Regions from separate parts of the Drosophila melanogaster genome. Here all the other regions are linked to region 2. The links are chromatin contacts, called in public Hi-C maps. All regions are on one chromosome and are shown on one strand. The core of a region is the stretch at or near the end of the contact, and the rest is flanking DNA. Distances in the headings are between cores, read along the strand shown. Region 1 holds the start of aop (anterior open). Region 2 holds the start of Hrs (Hepatocyte growth factor regulated tyrosine kinase substrate). Region 3 holds the start of COX7AL2 (Cytochrome c oxidase subunit 7A-like 2).

The links. Hi-C and Micro-C count contacts between places; a contact is called where the count stands out from the background.
Region 1: a contact with region 2 is called in a Hi-C map of the Kc167 cell line, with 6 times the contacts expected there. A contact is called at or near these places in 2 of 107 Hi-C or Micro-C datasets (the Kc167 cell line and embryo) and 1 of 7 datasets of targeted methods (the Kc167 cell line).
Region 3: a contact with region 2 is called in a Hi-C map of the Kc167 cell line, with 5 times the contacts expected there. A contact is called at or near these places in 2 of 107 Hi-C or Micro-C datasets (the Kc167 cell line and the ML-DmBG3-c2 cell line).

Annotation. Positions count from the first base shown.
Region 1 is chr2L:2,177,443-2,180,142 of dm6, forward strand. It overlaps aop (anterior open), which reads right to left and starts at 1,312. Exons shown (of 4, transcript NM_078731.3): 1 at 405-1,312.
Region 2 is chr2L:2,738,651-2,741,350 of dm6, forward strand. It overlaps Hrs (Hepatocyte growth factor regulated tyrosine kinase substrate), which reads left to right and starts at 1,336. Exons shown (of 6, transcript NM_164496.1): 1 at 1,336-1,384; 2 at 1,490-1,561; 3 at 1,739-1,823; 4 at 1,870-2,134; 5 at 2,458-2,700. The coding sequence starts at 1,531. It overlaps CG31689, which reads left to right. Exons shown (of 11, transcript NM_001273025.1): 8 at 33-133; 9 at 219-374; 10 at 439-647; 11 at 712-1,180. The coding sequence ends at 850.
Region 3 is chr2L:2,196,610-2,199,312 of dm6, forward strand. COX7AL2 (Cytochrome c oxidase subunit 7A-like 2) reads right to left here and starts at 1,303. Exons shown (of 3, transcript NM_001272983.1): 1 at 700-1,303.

The sequences.
Region 1 (2,700 bases), core at 62-2,561, 560 kb before region 2:
GACATTGTAAGACGTCGGGTGGAGCGAAGTGGGGAAGTCATATGCAGCAGATAACCAAAGCCAGATTAAGGTGGAGCAATTATTTATCAGCTGCTCAGACAAGACACTTTTCTGTTTCCATGACCATTGTGACGTAGTTATGGGAAATACATGTACCAAAAGATGGTGTTTTAACCAATTCGTAAAAAAAAGCAACGACGGCAATGGAGTGATACAGGGGTAATGTCTGTAAACACCGATTCTTGCACGATTACGAATATAAAAGAACTCCAGATATAAAAACCATTGTGCTTACATATTGAGAAAAAATGTTTTTATTTTTGACACTCTTTTCTGCTACTATTTTGACAATGGTTAATTTAACAGTTCACAACAAAAAGTATACAAATTATCAAAATTCTCACCTGTTTGCTCCACTGTGCACTGTGGTTACGTACTGTAAGGTGAGTGAGTGAATTTGTCTGTTTGCGTTGGGCTTCGGATTCGATTCTTGAGCTTTTTAGCGACAGAAGCAACGCGGAAGCGGATATGTCCAGATCCCAGAATGCTTTAGCTTTTGCTTCGCTTTCTTGTTTTATTTTTGTTTTTGGTTTTGTTTCTGTTAATTCGATGTTGTTCTTGTTGTTATCTGCTGATGACGAAGAGGGCGTCGCGCCAAGTTGCCATTGTTGTTTGTGTTGCTGTTTCCTTTTGGTGAGGGGCGCCGCGTGGGCGGTGGTTGTGTGCTTTTGGGGCTAATCCAGGCTCTCTGTTTTTGTTTTTGTTTTCGCTTCGTTCTGCGACAAATGCCAGCCGTAAAGCGGAGCAAATGAATAAGAAGAAGGCGAAGTCAAGCGTTTTTACTTCCGCCGCCGCCTCAGCAGCACGCACACACAGGCAGACGCGGGCACACAAACGCACACGCACACTGTAAGACACTCACGCGATGCACTTGCACTCTGGCGTTTTGTTCGTGTATTTGTTGTTGTACTTTGGCATTTCCTCTTTCGTCTTCCTTTTCACTTTTGCTTGCACTTCTTGTTGCGTTGCTTTGCTCTCGCTGATGTTGCTGTTGTTGTTGGCGTTGTTGCTGTCGCTCTTGTTTATTTTTTATTTCCGTTTCGCGCACACACACACCGGGCAATGTAAACACACACCGAGTTAAGAAGAACCGTTTATTTCCTCAACGCCGCGCACGAATTAAATTCTATTAATTGTGAATTAATCAATTTAAAACATATTAGTTTGCCATTTACAGCAGAATGTCTAGTTGCTTTCAGGAGCGACTCTTCTACACGTCCGCCCAGCACGGCAGTTTCTTTTTGACTGCCGATTCGATTCGAACAGGCGGCGAACATGAACAAGTCGGCGCATGCGGAGAGAGAATCGAAAGAGAAAGAGAAGCAAAGAGAGCGACATACAGCAAAAACAATTCAAAAAGAACTGGTGAAGAATACGAAAATAAGATAATTTTTTAAGGAAGTCGCGCTTTGATCCGTATCCGTTTTAGCGTCCAAGATTTATATCTTAAATCGGACCTATATTTTGAGGTACAGTGAAGCTTTGATGCGCCAGTCTTATATGAGTTAAAGTTTTAACGATTGAAAGACACCCCTGAGCTGCTCATTATATTTCAATATTTATAAACAATCTTATATCAGAGCTTGAGAGACTTGCATGCGCCACAAAATTCCAATTCCAATTCCGGAATAATTTCACAATAATCTCAATTAACATACGTATTTTATGTTCGTAATTTTTTAAAATTCCCAGATTCCCCACAATTGCCATAATAATCTCGATTATGTTATTATACTCTGAGAAGTAGGAGTGTGTGCAAAGACCACAAACAAATCATTAGGCGCGTAAACATTTACAGATCCACCATCCACTTCCTTGGCAACGAAAGAAGCAACAGCTCGCAGAGGTAATAATTTAAATAATTTAAAACCCACCAAAGTTTACTACGAAACAACTCAATAGGCAACCGCTGTCTGTGGGCGGCGTCGAATTCGCGTGGGGCGCTCGATTTAGTTGTTAATCAATAGAAGATAAAGTTTAAACAAACGATTCATGCTGATACCAGAAGCATGGGCGCCGAAATACCAAGGGATCGTTCTCTCACTAGATAACATACACACCTATTGTGACTGGAAACTTGAAATGATCGAGCATGCCATACCCATTAGCTGTCAATTGTGACTATTGGCGAGCTTTTTGCACATAAACCATAGATAAGACAATTCCGTGAACTCTAATCAGTGTGCGATAATGCTCTCAAGCATTTGAAATAATTATGAATACGACCCCCTGGCCGAAAATGAAATAAGCGCCACGCGCCTGGGAAAAGCGCTCTATTGTAATACAAAATGTTTGGAGGTGCTAGCTGATAGGTGTTTTCGATCCCATAAATCTTGGATCTTCATGGAAACCAGTTGGCAATCTTTAATTATAAATTGTTGGAACATTTCCGCTCGGCTGCGACGGAAAATCTCTTTGGAAAGGGGGCGGGGCTGGGGTTCCTCGTCAGGTTGCTTGGACGGTCGGTTGGTCGGTCGGTCGGTGGGCCTGAAGATGCGCTCAGTTGCACTGCATCCGCTTTGGGGTCTCCAGTCGCCTCAGTTGGCTAACCAGTTTCTCCCCGAGCAACGAGCAACGTTTACGTTGACATTTCAAGTCAAATGCCCATAAACGGCGACCAGCCGGACGACCCCGCCCACG
Region 2 (2,700 bases), core at 86-2,585:
CTTTCTACAATATAATATGATGCGTGTTACAGATCCCGCCGAAATAGAGATCATCAGAAAGGAGACCTTCAACAACTGGTACAAATTGCGAACCTATTACCTTGCCACCATCATCACATCCACACCAGTCCATGTGAGTCTGCAATCCTGTGGATTCCTGAAAAAACCTATCCACACGTACATACTTATATTTTCTCACATATATTATATTTTTTCAGATCATCTTCTCGACGGTGTATATAACGATAGGATATCTGATGACCGATCAGCCCGTGGAAATGGATCGATTTGTTAAGTACCTACTAAGTGCGGTGGTGGTCACGATCTGTGCGGATGGTCTGGGCGTCTTTCTGGGCACCGTGCTGAATCCAGTGGTAAGTGCAGAGCTCTTTAACCAAATGCTAGAATCCTTTGTCACCACAAAAACTTAATTTGCAGAATGGAACTTTCGTTGGCGCCGTTTCGACGTCATGTATGCTAATGTTCTCCGGCTTCCTCATCCTGCTGAATCACATTCCGGCTGCCATGCGATTCATGGCCTATATATCGCCACTTCGCTACGCCCTCGAAAACATGGTGATCTCGCTGTACGGCAATCAGCGTGGCCAGTTGATCTGCCCGCCCACGGAGTTCTATTGCCACTTCAAGTGAGTGAAAGCATAAGCAAGCTGCAAATATTCAAAGTACTCATTTATTATCGTTTTCGATTAGGAACGCTGTGACTGTGCTGCGACAATTTGGTATGGAGGACGGCGACTTTGGTCACAACATTCTCATGATCCTCATCCAAATAGCGATATTCAAGGTTCTGTCCTACTTTACGCTGAAGCACAAGATCAAGACGAACTGATGGGGGGGGGGGGGGGGCTTTTAGTATTCGGCTTAATTTGAATCGAATGTGATTTTATGTTACTTATGTATGTATGTATATCGCTTAGTTGCAAGTAAACCCAATCTTTTATATACCGGCGTGTGATACTTTAACAAATGCAACGGACCATTGCAATATGCGAGTGCCAACTGTTGCGGCAACCTCTAAGCATAGCGAATCATAGTTTTTATACTGTTTATGTATGGATAACTAACCTTTATATATGTATGTACGTGTAGTTATTTGTCTAGTTAACCTAATTGTAAGCGAGACCTGTATGAACAAACAAAATAAACAAGAAGCTTAAGCAAATGAGTAGCGCATTTATTTTTATGGCACAAAATGCGATTCCAATCTGGGGCTTAATGTTAATATGTTAATATAAAAGTCATTTCAAATTTTTAAAAATCCGTTACGAAAATTCCAAACTTTACGTCAATCGTTACGTCAGTCATGTAGTGCTGCTCTTATTTGCGTTGCCCTTGCTTTTCGTCATCTGGCAGCACTGTAAGGGTATGTTAATTTCATTGATGTGGCAGCACTAGCGCATTGCAGAAAATTTCTTTGCTTGCAAAACAATAATAATAAGCTTTCCTTATTTTAAACGAATAACAATAGAAAACCAACGACGAGAAGCAGCATAAAAGAAAACAGAAAACATGTTTCGATCAAGTTTCGACAAAAACTTAGGTAAGAAGCACCAAAGTCAAGGAAATAAACCAATAAGAAAAAATGACTCATCGAAAAACAAAAAAAACAAGGAAGAAGAATTCAGAAGTAACAATAAAAAGGCGATTGAACTCCAAAACAATTGAAGATTTTGATAAACACACAAAGGTCTAACAATTACGCACTTTCCACTCGCAGAAAATGCCACCAGTCACTTGCGTCTGGAGCCCGACTGGCCATCAATTCTTCTGATTTGCGATGAAATCAACCAGAAAGATGTCACGTAAGTTTCGGCGATTCCAGATTTATTATTTTAATCAAAAAACCAGTCCCAAGAATGCCTTTGCCGCCATCAAGAAGAAGATGAACTCGCCCAACCCGCACTCCTCCTGCTATTCCCTCCTGGTCCTCGAGAGCATCGTCAAGAACTGCGGCGCACCCGTTCACGAGGAGGTGTTCACCAAGGAGAACTGCGAGATGTTCAGCAGTTTCCTCGAGTCGACGCCCCACGAGAACGTGCGCCAGAAGATGCTGGAGCTGGTGCAGACCTGGGCGTACGCCTTCCGCTCCTCGGACAAGTACCAGGCCATCAAGGTAGGATTGGCAGCTCCATCTAAAGGGATCTTTACCATGCGATTGATGCACTTTGAAAAAGATTGTGGGTTTCTCTATACTTTTGCATTGAATATAACACTTTGCATCAGCCCAGCGCACACTTAGTTCAAAATCCGGCCCTGCGCTTTGCCATTAATTTAATTAGTAGGAAACAACTGTTTGCTGCGTAGCAAAACCCAGTGAAATGTCATCAGTTGAATAGAAATGAGCTCGGAGGAGGAACTTAGCATTGAGGAGGAATCCCTTGTAGACTCACGCCACATAACTACAGCTAACTTTACTAACAATCCCATTCTCTGCAGGACACCATGACCATCCTGAAGGCGAAGGGGCACACTTTCCCCGAACTTCGGGAGGCAGATGCCATGTTCACGGCGGACACGGCGCCCAACTGGGCAGATGGCAGGGTATGCCATCGCTGTCGCGTGGAGTTCACCTTCACCAACCGGAAGCACCACTGCCGGAACTGCGGCCAGGTCTTCTGTGGCCAATGCACGGCCAAGCAGTGTCCGCTGCCCAAGTACGGCATCGAAAAGGAGGTGCGT
Region 3 (2,703 bases), core at 53-2,552, 540 kb before region 2:
CAAAACAAAATGGATTGCTCTTTAACTAAAACAGTTATCAGGCGCGCAGCGCACGCAGCAGTGGGAGCGCGAGCACTGAGCAAACATTGCGGCATATATTCATCCCTTTCGTGCCCGCACAACGTCCGCCAGCTACCAGCGCGAGCTCCTGCTGGCCCGTCACAAAATTCACAAAACCGCTACGAATATACGGCATTCACACTATTCACTCACTCGTACTCGTAGTCGTACTCGTATCCTCCGCCCGCCGCTTTTTCGGGGCGTGGCAGGTGCGAGTGAGTTTGGCGAGTGGATTGAATGGCATTCAGTGCGATAATGGTGGATACGTCGAGGTTCGCGCTCCTCTGGCGGCGAATTTTGTGTTGTAAAAAATGTTTGAACTGTTTTAAGTTTAAGTTTTAACGGTAACAGTAGAGCAGCAAGTGCAGCAGGTCGATCTATGCGCCGTAAGAGCGAGCGAGACGACCGTCGGGCAGTCAGCGAGCGAGCGAGAGCGATCTACTGCGGCGAGGTCGTCACCTTGGCATTGAAATATGCCTACGCACACAAGGAAACGAGTGAGCACATGTGTGCGTTGTTCATCGGAAAAGGGGGAAGGGGGTTACAGTTCGTTTACCTTTGCGCTCGCTCTGGCGTGGTGAATTGGGTTGTCATGTTGCTTGTGCGTGCGACAGAGAGGCAGTCAGAAATGCTAATTACCTGGCGGGAGCACATGATTGGGCAATCGGAGATGGCGCGCAGTGAGCGGGAAAATAGCTATCTCATAGCTTTTTTGATTATATTATTCTGCAAATCATATGTTGTGTAATATAGTCAAATAGTACTTTAAGTGCCAGTAATTTTTAAATAGATTTCGAATTTAGATTAAATTAAGTATATTTTTTTTATAATCAAATTTATCACTTCTGATGAGAACTGAACAAATTGCTGTTGTTTATAGTTTTGGTCTGCATGTTGGTTATCTCGGTGTTGCTGCTTCGGGTTTGTTTTGTCGTGATCACGATCACGAGTTGTTGTTCTTCTTCTTCTGCCTGGGGCTGTCAAATGTGTTTCAAAGTCAATGTCGTGCGAGTGCGAGCGAGACAGGCAGCCCCGACCCACCGCCCCCTTACCGGCTCTTTCTCGCGCACCACCCACCTTGTTTTTGCTTTTCAGATTTAGCAGTGGTGTGCTTGGTGTGTGTGTTCTCTTGGCTCGCGTTGTTGTTGCTTCTCCTGTTTGTTTCTGTGTTTGTTTTATCGTTCTTAGTGGTCGTTGTGGTTGTTGGTTGTTGTTGTAGTTGCTGTTCTGGCTGGCGCTCCCGTCATTATTTAGAACCTTTTCCGTGTGCGCATGAACAAAAACAAAAAAGAGGCGGCATAAAAAACGTAACACACCACAAACACACACAACAAACCAAATACGGGTGTGTGTACGAGCGAGCAGTATCATCATCAAGTGTCGTCGGCAGAATCGGAATCGGAACCAAAAACCCCTCGCAAAAAAAGGGAGCTTGCTGTTCGCCTATTCGAAAATTTCACTAAAAATTGTTTGCACTCTCTCGCCGGGCACGAAATGAAAGTATCCTTTTGGCAACGCCCCCCAGCGAGCCGTGCGGAATACCCAGACCTCCAAATGGGCCTTACAGTTCGGGGTGGCGTCTTTTTGGAAACCAATTGTCGTGCTGTCGCACCTGTTGGCCAGGTGGATTGTGTCAACTTTGCCTGTAAGCTGGAGAATATTGATTTGAGTTTTGGGTGTTTGACTCAAGGGGGAAAGAATCGCAAATTGGGGTTTGTTTCGAAATTTTTGGGATATAATTAGGGGACGTAGCACACTTATTGTAAGAAAAAGGACTTTCTTTTAAGTCAGATCATCCTTTGGGTTTTGAATAACCAACATATAACCGAATCCAGTAGTTAATCGTTTATTATTATATATGTATATTGTGCCCATATATTCCCATTTTGAGCTTTACGAATCCCCAAAACTTGAGCACACGTAGTCGAAGACCCTGCGTTCCCCTTGCGAAACCGCCGACGATACGGCGGTATAGCGTGACGTAACACACTCGGGCGAAACAACGGAAGGTGTGAGTAAGAGGGCAGATGGCGTCGGAAAGAGACGGCAGCTTATTTGACTGATACGGCGAAACAAACACGAGTACGCAATTGAAATGCCTGGCAATCGGATTTCCCCGCATACGCCCCACAGAAGTGAGCAAACCACCGCCCCACCTGCCACCTGCCGCCTGTGTGGCGATTTCTGATCGCCTGCTACGATAGTCAAGACTTCCCCATGTCGGCGTGTGTGCGCTGCGACTAAAAATGTGGAGGCCTCCGATTGGAGGACGGGACCTTGAGAAGGTCTCGACTTGTGCTACGTTCCGTAGTGGAGCCCCTTAAATAGTACCGCCGTCTCTATCTAACAGCACCCCGCCACCAACCATTTCCGTTCCGTTCTTCGGCGAGTGAGAGTTGTGGCATCTTCCCCATCTTTTGAGGAGGTGCTCCCCATTTGGGCGGCCGTCTCTGGTCCGCTCTGCTATGATTTCTGTTAGCCCGCCCTGCTAGTAGCCATCTTTTTCGATTTTTTGCCCCAACAAGGCAAAAACGAAAGCGCAGAAATCGGAAAACAGCGAATGCCCCGGATTTTTGTGGAAAGGCACTGGGAGAAAGAAATATGTAAAAGAGTTATGACTATAGAGCTCATCCACCATAATAC